Linked DNA regions of Mus musculus: region 2 is linked to region 1. The links are chromatin contacts, called in public HiChIP or PLAC-seq maps. All regions are on one chromosome and are shown on one strand. Each heading gives the region's core, a stretch centred on a gene start, on an enhancer-like site or on the middle of the called end of the contact. The rest is flanking DNA. Distances are from core to core; before and after follow the strand shown. Region 1 overlaps Cpb1 (carboxypeptidase B1 (tissue)). Region 2 overlaps Agtr1b (angiotensin II receptor, type 1b).

Evidence for each region. HiChIP or PLAC-seq counts read pairs in DNA pulled down with a chosen protein or histone mark.
Region 2: a contact with region 1 is called in an H3K4me3 HiChIP or PLAC-seq map of the SCID.adh cell line, with 10 read pairs. The contact joins two enhancer-like sites. A contact is called at or near these places in 4 of 39 promoter capture datasets (the 3T3-L1 cell line, embryonic stem cells, macrophages and 1 more), 2 of 15 datasets of contacts at CTCF or cohesin (the G1E-ER4 cell line and the NIH/3T3 cell line), 51 of 484 Hi-C or Micro-C datasets (DN2 thymocytes, the G1E-ER4 cell line, the HL-1 cell line and 30 more), 5 of 115 datasets of contacts at active chromatin or transcription factors (the SCID.adh cell line, bone marrow-derived dendritic cells, epiblast stem cells and 2 more) and 3 of 9 other capture datasets (adipose tissue, liver and macrophages).

Annotation. Positions count from the first base shown.
Region 1 is chr3:20,259,505-20,265,169 of GRCm38.p6, forward strand. It overlaps Cpb1 (carboxypeptidase B1 (tissue)), which reads right to left. Exons shown (of 11, transcript NM_029706.2): 7 at 4,174-4,284; 8 at 4,002-4,092; 9 at 2,906-3,108. Among named protein-coding and RNA genes, the nearest start is that of Cpb1, 13 kb to the right of the region's middle. Within about 2 kb of position 4,102, at least 2 of the 459 cell types and tissues checked have an H3K27ac peak or open chromatin away from gene starts, as enhancers often do. A contact at or near this core is called in the SCID.adh cell line, where this site is marked.
Region 2 is chr3:20,338,258-20,343,511 of GRCm38.p6, forward strand. The region is part of intron 1 of Agtr1b (angiotensin II receptor, type 1b); the gene reads right to left. Among named protein-coding and RNA genes, the nearest start is that of Agtr1b, 26 kb to the right of the region's middle. Within about 2 kb of position 2,359, at least 4 of the 459 cell types and tissues checked have an H3K27ac peak or open chromatin away from gene starts, as enhancers often do. A contact at or near this core is called in the SCID.adh cell line, where this site is marked.

The sequences.
Region 1 (5,665 bases), core at 2,852-5,351:
GAGCCTTCATCTTTATGTTACATAGTACTACCGGAAGATCCAGCAATACCTCTTCTGGGCATATATCCAGAAGATGCCCCAACCGATAAGAAGGACACATGCTCCACTATGTTCATAGCAGCCTTATTTATAATAGCCAGAAGCTGGAAAGAACCCAGATGCCCCTCAACAGAGGAATGGATACAGAAAATGTGGTACATTTATACAATGGAGTACTACTCAGCTATTAAAAAGAATGAATTTATGAAATTCCTAGCCAAATGGATGGACCTGGAGGGCATCATCCTGAGTGAGGTAACCCAATCACAAAGGAACTCTCACAATATGCACTCACTGATAAGTGGATATTAGCCCAGAAACTTAGGATACCCAAGATATAAGATATAATTTGCTAAAAACATTAAACTCAAGAGAACGAAGACCAAAGTGTGGACACTTTGCCCCTTCTTAGAATAGGAAACAAAACACCCATGGAAGGAGTTACAGACAAAATTTGGAAGTGTGACGAAAGGATGGACCATCTAGTGATTGCCATATCCAGAGATCCATCCCATAATCAGCTTCCAAACGCTGACACCATTGCATACACTAGCAAGATTTTGCTGAAAGGACCCAGATATAGCTGTCTCTTGTGAGACTATGCCAGGGCCTAGCAAACACAGAAGTGGATGCTCACAGTCAGCTATTGAATGGACCACAGGGCCCCCAATGGAAGAACTAGAGAAAGCACCCAAGAAACTAAAGGGAACTGCAACCCTATAGGTGGAACAACAATATGAACTAAGCAGTACCCCGGAGCTCTTGTCTCTAGCTGCATATGTATCAAAAGATGGCCTAGTCGGCCATCACTGCAAAGAGAGGCCCATTGGACTTGCAAACTTTATATGCCCTAGTACAGGGGAATGCCAGGGCCAAAAAGGGGGAGTGGGTGGGTAGGGGAGTGGGGGGGTATGGGGGACTTTTGGTATAGCATTGGAAATGTAAATGAGCTAAATACCTAGTAAAAAATGGAAAAAAAAAAAGCCTCTTTTGTGCAAAAAGGTACTCTGTGCACTACCAAAAAAGAAACGTAAAGATCAAGCCAGCCACAAACGCTTTGATCTAAAATGGTGCCCTGACTGCAAGATATGCTAGGACAATGGTGGCATAAAACTTGTGGGAGTAATCAACTAATATTTAATTTCAATTAGTCCCACTCCACAAGATGGAACCCACCCCCAACACTGGATGATTACGAACTAGAGACAAGACAGCCCAGGGACCTAGGGTAAAACTAAATATGACTGTTCTAAAAAACAGTAGCAATAAAATGATCTATAATGGTATTCTGCTATACTCATAGATCATTGCCTTCCTCATCCATCATCAGAGAAAGTTCCTTCTGCAGCAAATGAAATCAAATACAGAGGCCCACAGGCAGACATTATGCAGAGTGAGAAACCTTGAAATTTGCAGCCCTACATGGGATGCCTACTTCAAATTTCTTAGCTTAGAACTCAGGGAACCCTGAGGAAGAATAGGCAGAAAGAGTGTTCGAGTCAAAGGGATGGAGGGCACCAGGAAATAAGTCCCTCTAAATCAAAATGATCAAAGCTCTATGAACTCACAGAGGGAAGCAGCATTCATAGGGCCTGCACGGGTCTGCAGCAAGTCCTCTGTATATATTATGGCTTCCAGTTTAATATTTTTTAAGGAGCTCCTGAGCATGCAAACAAATACGTCTCTGATTCTTGGGATCTTTCCTTCTGTAGATTTGCCTTGTCTAGCTCACATATGATAGTTTTATAACTTATATTTGTTGTATTTCAATTATCCTCTAAAACAAACAGAAAGCTTGTTTGTTTCCTAGTTAGAGACAGGAAGGAAGTGATCCAGTTGGGAGAGGAAGTGGGGAAGAGTTGGGAGGAGCAAAGGAAGGAAAGACACAATCAGTATATATCATCTGAGAACACAATCTATTTCTAATAAAAGGGAAAAGTTAAAGTGTGTCTTTGGAAGTTGTGGCAAACTAGGAAAATTTCCAATGGCCACTACCTCTAGGCTCAGGGCTACCCTATCATTAGTATCAGCTTGTCTAAGCCTTCACATCCAGGTTGGAAAATGAGAAACAGACCAGAGAATTTCCAAGATTATTTTATAGATTTTAGTGCAGAAAGGTCCTTGTGTCCTGGATTGGCAGTTCTGGGTTCACTCTGCTTAGCTCTGGCTCAGTGTGTGAGGCGAGACAAGGTACTCAGCTGGTATTCTTCTAGCTTCCTGCCTTTCATTTTGAGGCATTATATTATTATTTATTATTGTTTTTAACTAGACTGTGTGTATCAACCAAAGATTGTGCTATTTGTCATAACTGGTAAATTCAGCTATCCATGGTGTAGCCTTGACCCGATTCTCCTGTTCTCTTTCTCTGCTTCCTGGCTGCCAGACCAGCCTTATCCTTCTCTCCTGTATTCCCTGACACGACAGAGTTGATCTTCTCTGGATAAAATAAACCAGAATAAATCCTTTTTTTCCTCAACTCACTTTTTTGTCAGGGTGTTTTATCACAGAAATATAACAGTAACTAATACAATCATTCTTGTGGTATAGCTAAATAGAACTACTGCCCTTTTGCATATTAGTAAAGAAGCCACATTCAAATGAAATTGTTCCCTGTTTCAAAATTCCATTAGTTCATCCAGTTTATCCGGAATTTTCTTAGTATATAATATATGTATGTATATTTGCATACACATGTACATACATACATATAACACACACACACACACACACACACACACACACACACACACACACACAATTTCTACTCCAGAAACTAATAAGGAATTGTTCTGACAACTTTTTTCAGCATTAGAATGAACAGCATTTTCAACACTGAAGTGGTCTCTCTCGCATTGCACCCACTCACCAGCTCCTCATAGTTCTCGGGCAGCTTATAGTCGTAGGAGTAAGGATAGAGCATCATCTGTGAGTAGGAGTGGACGGTCAGATAGGCCTTGATGGAGGAGAGGTTCTGGCGGATGAAATCTGCCAGGGCCTTTGTCTCTTTTTCTGACTCTGGAGTTGGTCCACAGTAAGTGTCAGAGCAGGGACTCCGAGAAGCTCCCACTTCTGCAAAAAAAAAAAAAAAAAAAAAAAAAAGTGTATTTTTTATCAGTCACCAACGGTCACCTACTGGAGTTCTCATAGAAGATGTTAGGTATTTCATATTTTCAGCTAGGAAGTTAAATCATATAAGGTGTTTTCTTAGAACTCCAACAATTCTTCATGAGTTTTCATCTGTCATCTATCTATCTATCTATCTATCTATCTATCTATCTATCTATCTATCATCTATCTATCTATCTATCTATCTATCTATCTATCTATCATCTTTCTATCTATCTACCTATCCATCCATCTATTATATGTTCATCTATGCATATATTAGGATGGCATATTTTTAAACTGATAAGAAATTACATATGAAATCACTAATATCATTACATTATAGGCCTTTAAAAATCAATATTTGTGAAGGCAGGTAGTATCCCTGTGCTTTCTGTATTTCAGTCCGCACTGTCTATATCCATATAAAGTGATATCAAGACTGCGGACTCTGTCATTAAGTGGGATACTTATTATTCATGTCCATAAAAAAATCCTTTACTATAATCACTAAATTGCATTATAATTTTTAAATGATTGTTTATTTATTATTTTGTCTAATTTGCCATTTGATTTGATTTTGTAAATATATCACACACATTGGTAGATTGCATCAGGTGTGTCAGTTGTGCATTTACAGAAATTAATATATCTAGGAACACAACACAGAACTTGGCACCATATTTTTTAATAAAATGGATGAATAAACTACTTTCTGTGCTTTGAGAAAGAATTGTAAAACATAAAACTTTGTAGTTTTTATTGTTTTGAATATTGACCTATTGTTTTCTCATGCTGCTTTATCTCTTATGCTTTTTAATGTTGTATACAAAATGGTTAGCTAGACATACACTCACCACACCAGCCAGCATCAAAATTTCTGTTGGGGTCTACACCAAAGCAGGAACTTCCAGCCGTAGTAGAGCGGGTTTTTCTCCACATTCGGTCCTGAAAGTAGATTATCTAGTTAGATCAAAAGCTACAGGAAGTAACAGTGTGACTGTCACAAGTCCCTCTGAGTTCAAGTACCTTAGCCCATGTGTAGACATAGCCGTCAATGTTGACCACAGGCAGAACATAAAAGTCCAGTTCGTCAAGAAGTCGTTTCATGTGGATCTCTTGTTTATAGGTACGGACAGCCTGGATGTGAATAACAATGTGAATTCATGCAAGAATAGAATGGATGATGCTACCAAAATTTACATGGCCTGGATATAGTTGATTTTGGTAATAAAAGCAGGGTTCTCTGCCTCATGGCCAGTCTGCATTTAAAAACAACATTTTCCTGAGCTTTCTTGGATAAAGCACTGCAAATAATTCAGAAGTGAATTGAGAAAAGGAAATTAAATTTCATCTAATAAATTATTTTTTAAGAGCATATCAATGTAAAGTTTTATATTTCGAAAAAAAAAAAACTATAAAATAATGCAGGGAGTTCCCATACATTTTTCTATCTAGTCTTCCCTAATGTTACCAAAATTTTTTTTGTAATCACAGTCTAGGTATCAAAGTAAAGGTGCTAGCATGGACACAATATTATAAAATTATTTTAGATTTTATTTAGACTTCATCATTTTTTATCAATGCCCCCTTTTGATTATAGGGTTCACTTTGTCTCCGCTTCTGTCTCTCTCTTTCTTGGGTCTCACGTTGCCCCGACTGCCTCAGACTTGCTATGCAGTTGAGCTTGTTCTTGAACTTCTCATCCTGACTCTATTTTCCAAGCAAGGGATTACAAGCTTCTACCAGAATTGACAGCTGTCACATTTCCTCCTTCTTCGCTGATGTTTGATGATTTTCAATATTTTTTTCATCTTTTATAACTTTCATGTTGTGGAAAATCACAGGTTAGGTTGATTGGCAATTGTAGGGGTATTATATCTTTAGAGAAGGTTACCAAAGTGATCTGTCTTACACAGTATTACTATTTTACTTAACACTGATGATAGTATTCTTAATAACTTAGTTAAAATTGTTTTTTAAATTTTTTTTCATTGTAATTTGAAAAAATTTCACTTTGCAATTAATATGCATTCACAAAGTATGTGAGCATACTTTGTGGCTCTGAAAATGTCTTGCATCTTCTTAAAGCTTTATACACTGAGTTTTGCACCCTTCAATGGATTTGCTGAAATCATTATTACCATGATATTCTAAAGGTGATTTGGTTATTATTTGTGGATATATTATTTGTAATTATTCTATAAGAAGTACTTATTTCTTTTTCTTTTTCTTTATGAAATATATTTGTATCAACATGAGTGCATACACATTTGAAAAGTTGAACATTTCAGCTTATCAGGGGAATTCAATGGGCAGTTGCCGATTTATCCATACTGATCAATTTTTAAGGGATGAATCACTATTTTAGCTGTCAGCTAGTCCACCTAAGGCAGGTGAGAAAGTGTAACTTAGTGAAATTTAAATAAACCCAATTTTCTAACTTAAAAAATGCATGTCATACAAAGGTCTGTTGACAAGTATTAAAACTAATTTATCCCCATAGGAACTTGGAATTGTC
Region 2 (5,254 bases), core at 1,109-3,608, 77 kb after region 1:
TGCTCACATGTCATCAGTAATGAAGGAGATTATTGTCATACACTGTTAAGAATAGATATATTTAGTATTTTTAACACTTTGAAAAAGTTACTTTTGAGTGCTTTATTGTTGCATATCCTAAGATGAACTTCATGGCATGGCTATGGAATTATATACAATTTATACCACAAGGCTTTATTTGTGGTTTTTTTTTTTTGTAAAAAATATATTTGCTTTGGTTTTTGAAAACAGATGAACATGAAAATATAAAGAGAGAACTTATCTAATTTGATTAGGCAGGCACATTGAACAGTGATTTACACTAGGTGAATACTTAATGAATAAGCTATGTTTCTGATTATAAGTGACATTTGGCTAGTATTTTCATCGTTTGTCTATATAGCTCTAATAAAAATTTCTAAACAAGTCAATTGACTTTTAAGCTTTGTTGGAGAAAACGTAGTCTAATTATCAGAACGATATTTCAAGTTTTACACAATGATAGTGTGTATATTTTGATTAATTGGCTAATTTGTCAGAATAACACAGTCCCTAACACAGCCTTCTACCTTGGAAAAGAACTGTAGGGAGCTGCAAACATAATAGTTTTATGGAATTCCCAGTCTCAATTGAAATATCTACAGTGCAACTTCTATACCTGAGTGAAGCTTAGGGATCATAGAAGAAAGTTCAGAAAGACTGTACAAGAATGTCTGATGTCTGTATCTTCTAGATGTAACAGGGAAGCTACATCTGTGAACTCTCAACAATAATGTCACCTAAATAAGACCCACATAAAGACATCAGTTGACATGTCAACATGGATGGAGGAAAATTTACAAGGTTCCATGTATAGATAAAGATCTATGGTTATAGAGGAAGGAGATCAGTTTTCTCCCATACCAAGGGGGTTATTTATCCATATGGTAGAATCTGCCCAATGAGACCCAAATAGTCAGCCATAAATACATTGTCTTAGTTCATCTTTTGTGATAAATCCTATGAGGAAGACCAACTTGAGAAAGAAGGGGTTTATTACATCTTACAAATTAAAGTTCACCATGAAGGGAAGCTACGGCCAGGCACTCAGGGCAGGAATTTGGAAGCAGGAACTGATGGAGAACCATGGGAAAATATTACTTACTGTTACTCCATGTCAGGTGTAGTCTGCTTTCTTGCACAGCCTAGGACTACTTGCCAGGGGTGTCACCTCTCATAGTAGCCTGGGCTTTCCCACATCAATCAGTACTTAATAAATGCTCTACAGACTTGCTATTCTGACAGAAATAGTTCCTTAATTGATATTCCCTGTTTCTAGATGGTTCTAGTTTGTGCCAAGCTGACAAAACCCAGCCACCATGCATATGTACAAATGAGCAGCATGAACTCATACACATATGTATTTATTTGTGTGTGCATGTGTGTGTATCAGTAATAATTAGAGAAGAAAGGCCATGAACTCAAGAGGGAGTGGGGACACAGAAGGCGTTTGAGAGGAAGATGGAGGGGTGAAAGTGGTATAAATCCCCATGTAAGAAGTTCTCAGAAAATTTAAATAGAAAACAAATCTGAAAAAGTACACATTTTCATGTTATTATCTTTCACAATAAGTGCTAACCTTTCAGGCTTTATTGATTTAGAGCTTTCAGAACAAAGCAGAGAACATGGGAGGAAGATTGTGGTCTCATGTCAAATTCTTGATACCATCTCAGAAGGTGCTACATTGAGGGCTACTAGTGGCTACTTTTTCAAAGAATGCCATTCAGGAGTGAAGGAATTCTAGATAGGAAAGGTGGTAGAATATTCCCCAGGAGGAAGGACAAGTCAGGAGATTCTGTGCAAGATGGAGATAAATAGTGGCTATCTTCTGAAAAGTAGCTTTTTAAAGAGTCTAGTATTAAGCAAAAGCATATGGGTTCAAGCTAAGGACTCTGGGAGGAAGGCAGAGCAGCCATGATCAAAGCTGCTGACATCATTTGTGTTTTTAGCTCTGGACGGATAATGTCAACCACTCATATCTTCCATGGCTCTATTTATCATGTCTATCATTATCTATCTAATGTCCTAACATGATAATATTGTTATTTGTGACATTACAGCATTAGTTCTATTATTTTTCATTTTATGAACATTTCCTGCCTCTTTGTATGCATGATAGTTTTATGATGAATGATAAACACCATGAATTTTACTTTGTTCTGTATTTTATATTTTTAAATTAAAATTCTCTAGGTTTCTTTTGTGAAGTTATTGTCCTGTGTCCAAAATTTGATTCTTTGAGAGAGAAGCTTTTACATTTTGTTAGGTAGAATCAAAGCTATGTTTGGTACAGGGGTTACTTTCACTTTCTTAATACCTGATGCCCATGCATTATAGAAACCTCAGAGCTCTCAGTAGGTCTCTAAGCCTTTTCTTGGTGTAGCTGTCTCCTCCCTGAGGTTCTGTTTTGTAGACCAAAGCCTCTTCGGCTTCTCTGAACTTGATCCCCTCAGTTTAGGGAGGCTTTATTTTGCTTGGGCTTGTATTCTCTGCATCTTGATTTGAAATTGCTTCCAGGAATTGGGGAAAACACTGACTCTTCAGTTGTCTTGCAGGGAACCCTGGGAGATATGAATCATAGGTCTTTGCTACCCAATAGCCATTGTCTTGAAAACCATTGATCCACAAGTATATCCATTTTTTTTCTTGTTTTCATGGGGGCAGTTATATCTGGTCCCTGTCACTCTACCTTGCCTGGGTACAGATGTCTCTGGAAGAGCCCTGACATATTAAAATTGCTATTTGATCTTGGAAAACTAGTACATCTAATATTCTTTACTCTTGATAAAGTGGGGATAATATCTCAAGTATTAATTGATAAAATTCTATAGGAAAAGATGTATGTTATAATCAATAAGATTAAGGCAAAGAAACATCCATATACAATAGTGGGTTTTAATAAAAGAATCCACCTTATTGGCTGTTTTTTGTCCTTGGCACCAGAACTGTTTTCTGTTTTCCAGATATGCTTGCCATATTTACTACCCTCTTACCAACTGAAGACTCTGTAGTTTACCTTTAAAATTGCTCCTAAAAGACCAACGCGTGGATACTTTATCCCTCCCTAGAATAGGGAATAAAATATCCATGGAAATGGTTGCAGAGACAGAGATTGGAGCTAAGATGAAAGAATGGACCATTCAGAGACTGCCCCACTTGGGGGTCCATCCCATAATCAGCCAACAAACGTAGGCACTATTGCATACGCCAGCAAGATTTTGCTGAAAGGACCCTAAAATAGCTGTCTCCTGTGAGGCTTTGCCAGTGCCTGGCAAATACAGAAGTGGATGCTTGCAGTCATCTATAGGATGTAACACAGGGCCCCCAATGTTTCAGAAGCTAGAGAAAGTATCCAAGAGCTGAAGGGGTCTGCAACCCTATAGGTGGAACAATAATGTGAACTAATCAGTACCTCCAGAGCTCATGTCTCTAGCTGCATATATAGCAGAAGATGGTCTAGTTGGCCATCATTGGTAAGAGAGACACCTTGGTCTAGCAAACTTTGTATGCCCCAGTACAGGGGAATGCCAGGGTCAAGAAGTGGGAGTGAGTGGGTAGGGTAGCAGGACAGGGGGAGGGTCTAGGGGACTTTTCAGATAGCATTTGAAATGTAAATGAAGAAAATATCTAATAAAAAAGTTTAAAAATATGTTCCTAAAACAACCATAAACTAAGCAGATAATCTTTCTCCATCTAGGACTCACAGTGCATTATATCTAACTGAAATATTTTGCTAATGATTAAAAGAGTCCATGTGATTTTGCAGTCATAAAAATCTTACCTTGTCTTATAAACTAATTAAAATAAGTAATTATTTTCATTGAAGTATGAGGTAAAAAGTACACACAAGTATTTACTAATAATATCTGTCTACAATGCAAACTTCTGAGACTTAAAAAGTTATGCAGTTTTGTACCATTTGAATAGAAAATAAAAACAAAATTTCCAAACAAACCGTGCCAAGAAATAAGCTGGAATAGCCATTCTAATATCTAACAAAATAGCCTTTCAACCAAAACTTATCAGAAGAGATGGGGAAACATAATTCTTATTCATCAAACAAAAACTCCACCAAGATGAACTCTCAATTTTAAACATCAATGTCCCAAACACCTACATTTGTTAAGGAAATGCTATTAAAGCTAAAAAGCACAATAATAGTTGAAGACTTCAAAACATCACTCTCACCAATGGACAGCGAATGGAAATAGAAATAAAACAGAGACATAGTGAAACTAACAGAAATTATGAGCCAAATGGATTTAACAGGTATCTATCAAACATTTCCCCCCCAAACAAAAGAATACACCTTCTTCTTAGCACATCATGGTACCTTCCCCAAAATTGATCATATAATTGGACAAAAAACAAGCCTCAAGAGATGCAATTGAAATAATCCCATGCATCTGTCAGATCACCACGAAGTAAGGCTGATCTTGAATAACAACAAAAACAACAGAAAGTTCACGTACTCATGGAAACTAAACAACTCTCTATTCAATGATAACTTGCTCAGGGAAGAAGTAAAGGAGGAAATTAAATACTTCATAGAACTTAATGAAAATGAAGGCATAGCATAATACCCAAACTTGTGGGTCACAATGAAGACAGTGATAAGAGGAGGCACTAAGTGCCCTCATAAAGAAATTAGAGAGACCCTACACTAGCAACTTAATGGCACACCAAAAACCTCTAGAACAAAAAGAAGCAAACACGCTCAAGAGGAGTAGAGGACAGGAAATAATCAAACAGGGCTGAAATCAATCAATTAGAAACCAAGAGAATGATACAAAGAATCAACAAAAACTAAGAGATGTTTTGTGAGAAAATCAACAAGACAGATAAACTCTTTGCCAAATTAACTTAAGAACACAGAGACAGTATTGAAATTAACAAAATCATATATGAAAAGCGAGACATAACAACAAAAAATGAGGAAATTAAAAAATAATCAGATCCTGTGGCATAATCTCTCCCCAATGAATAAAGGGATGAGAAGGATGTGGGACTTTCAGGTCGGGGGGGGGGGCAGAAGGAAGAAACTTCATTTTGGATGGGAGAGAGCATGAAGGCACAATGTAGGTAGCCAGAGACTGTCAGTTTAAGTGCCACCACTGTCAGAGGATCTATAAATTAAAATAGCTTACAAAATTTGGATGTTAGTTTCTCCGCCCAGTTATTGTGTTACCCGTTGATTCTTAGAATGTGTAGTATTTTCTTTCATGCTACTAGGGGC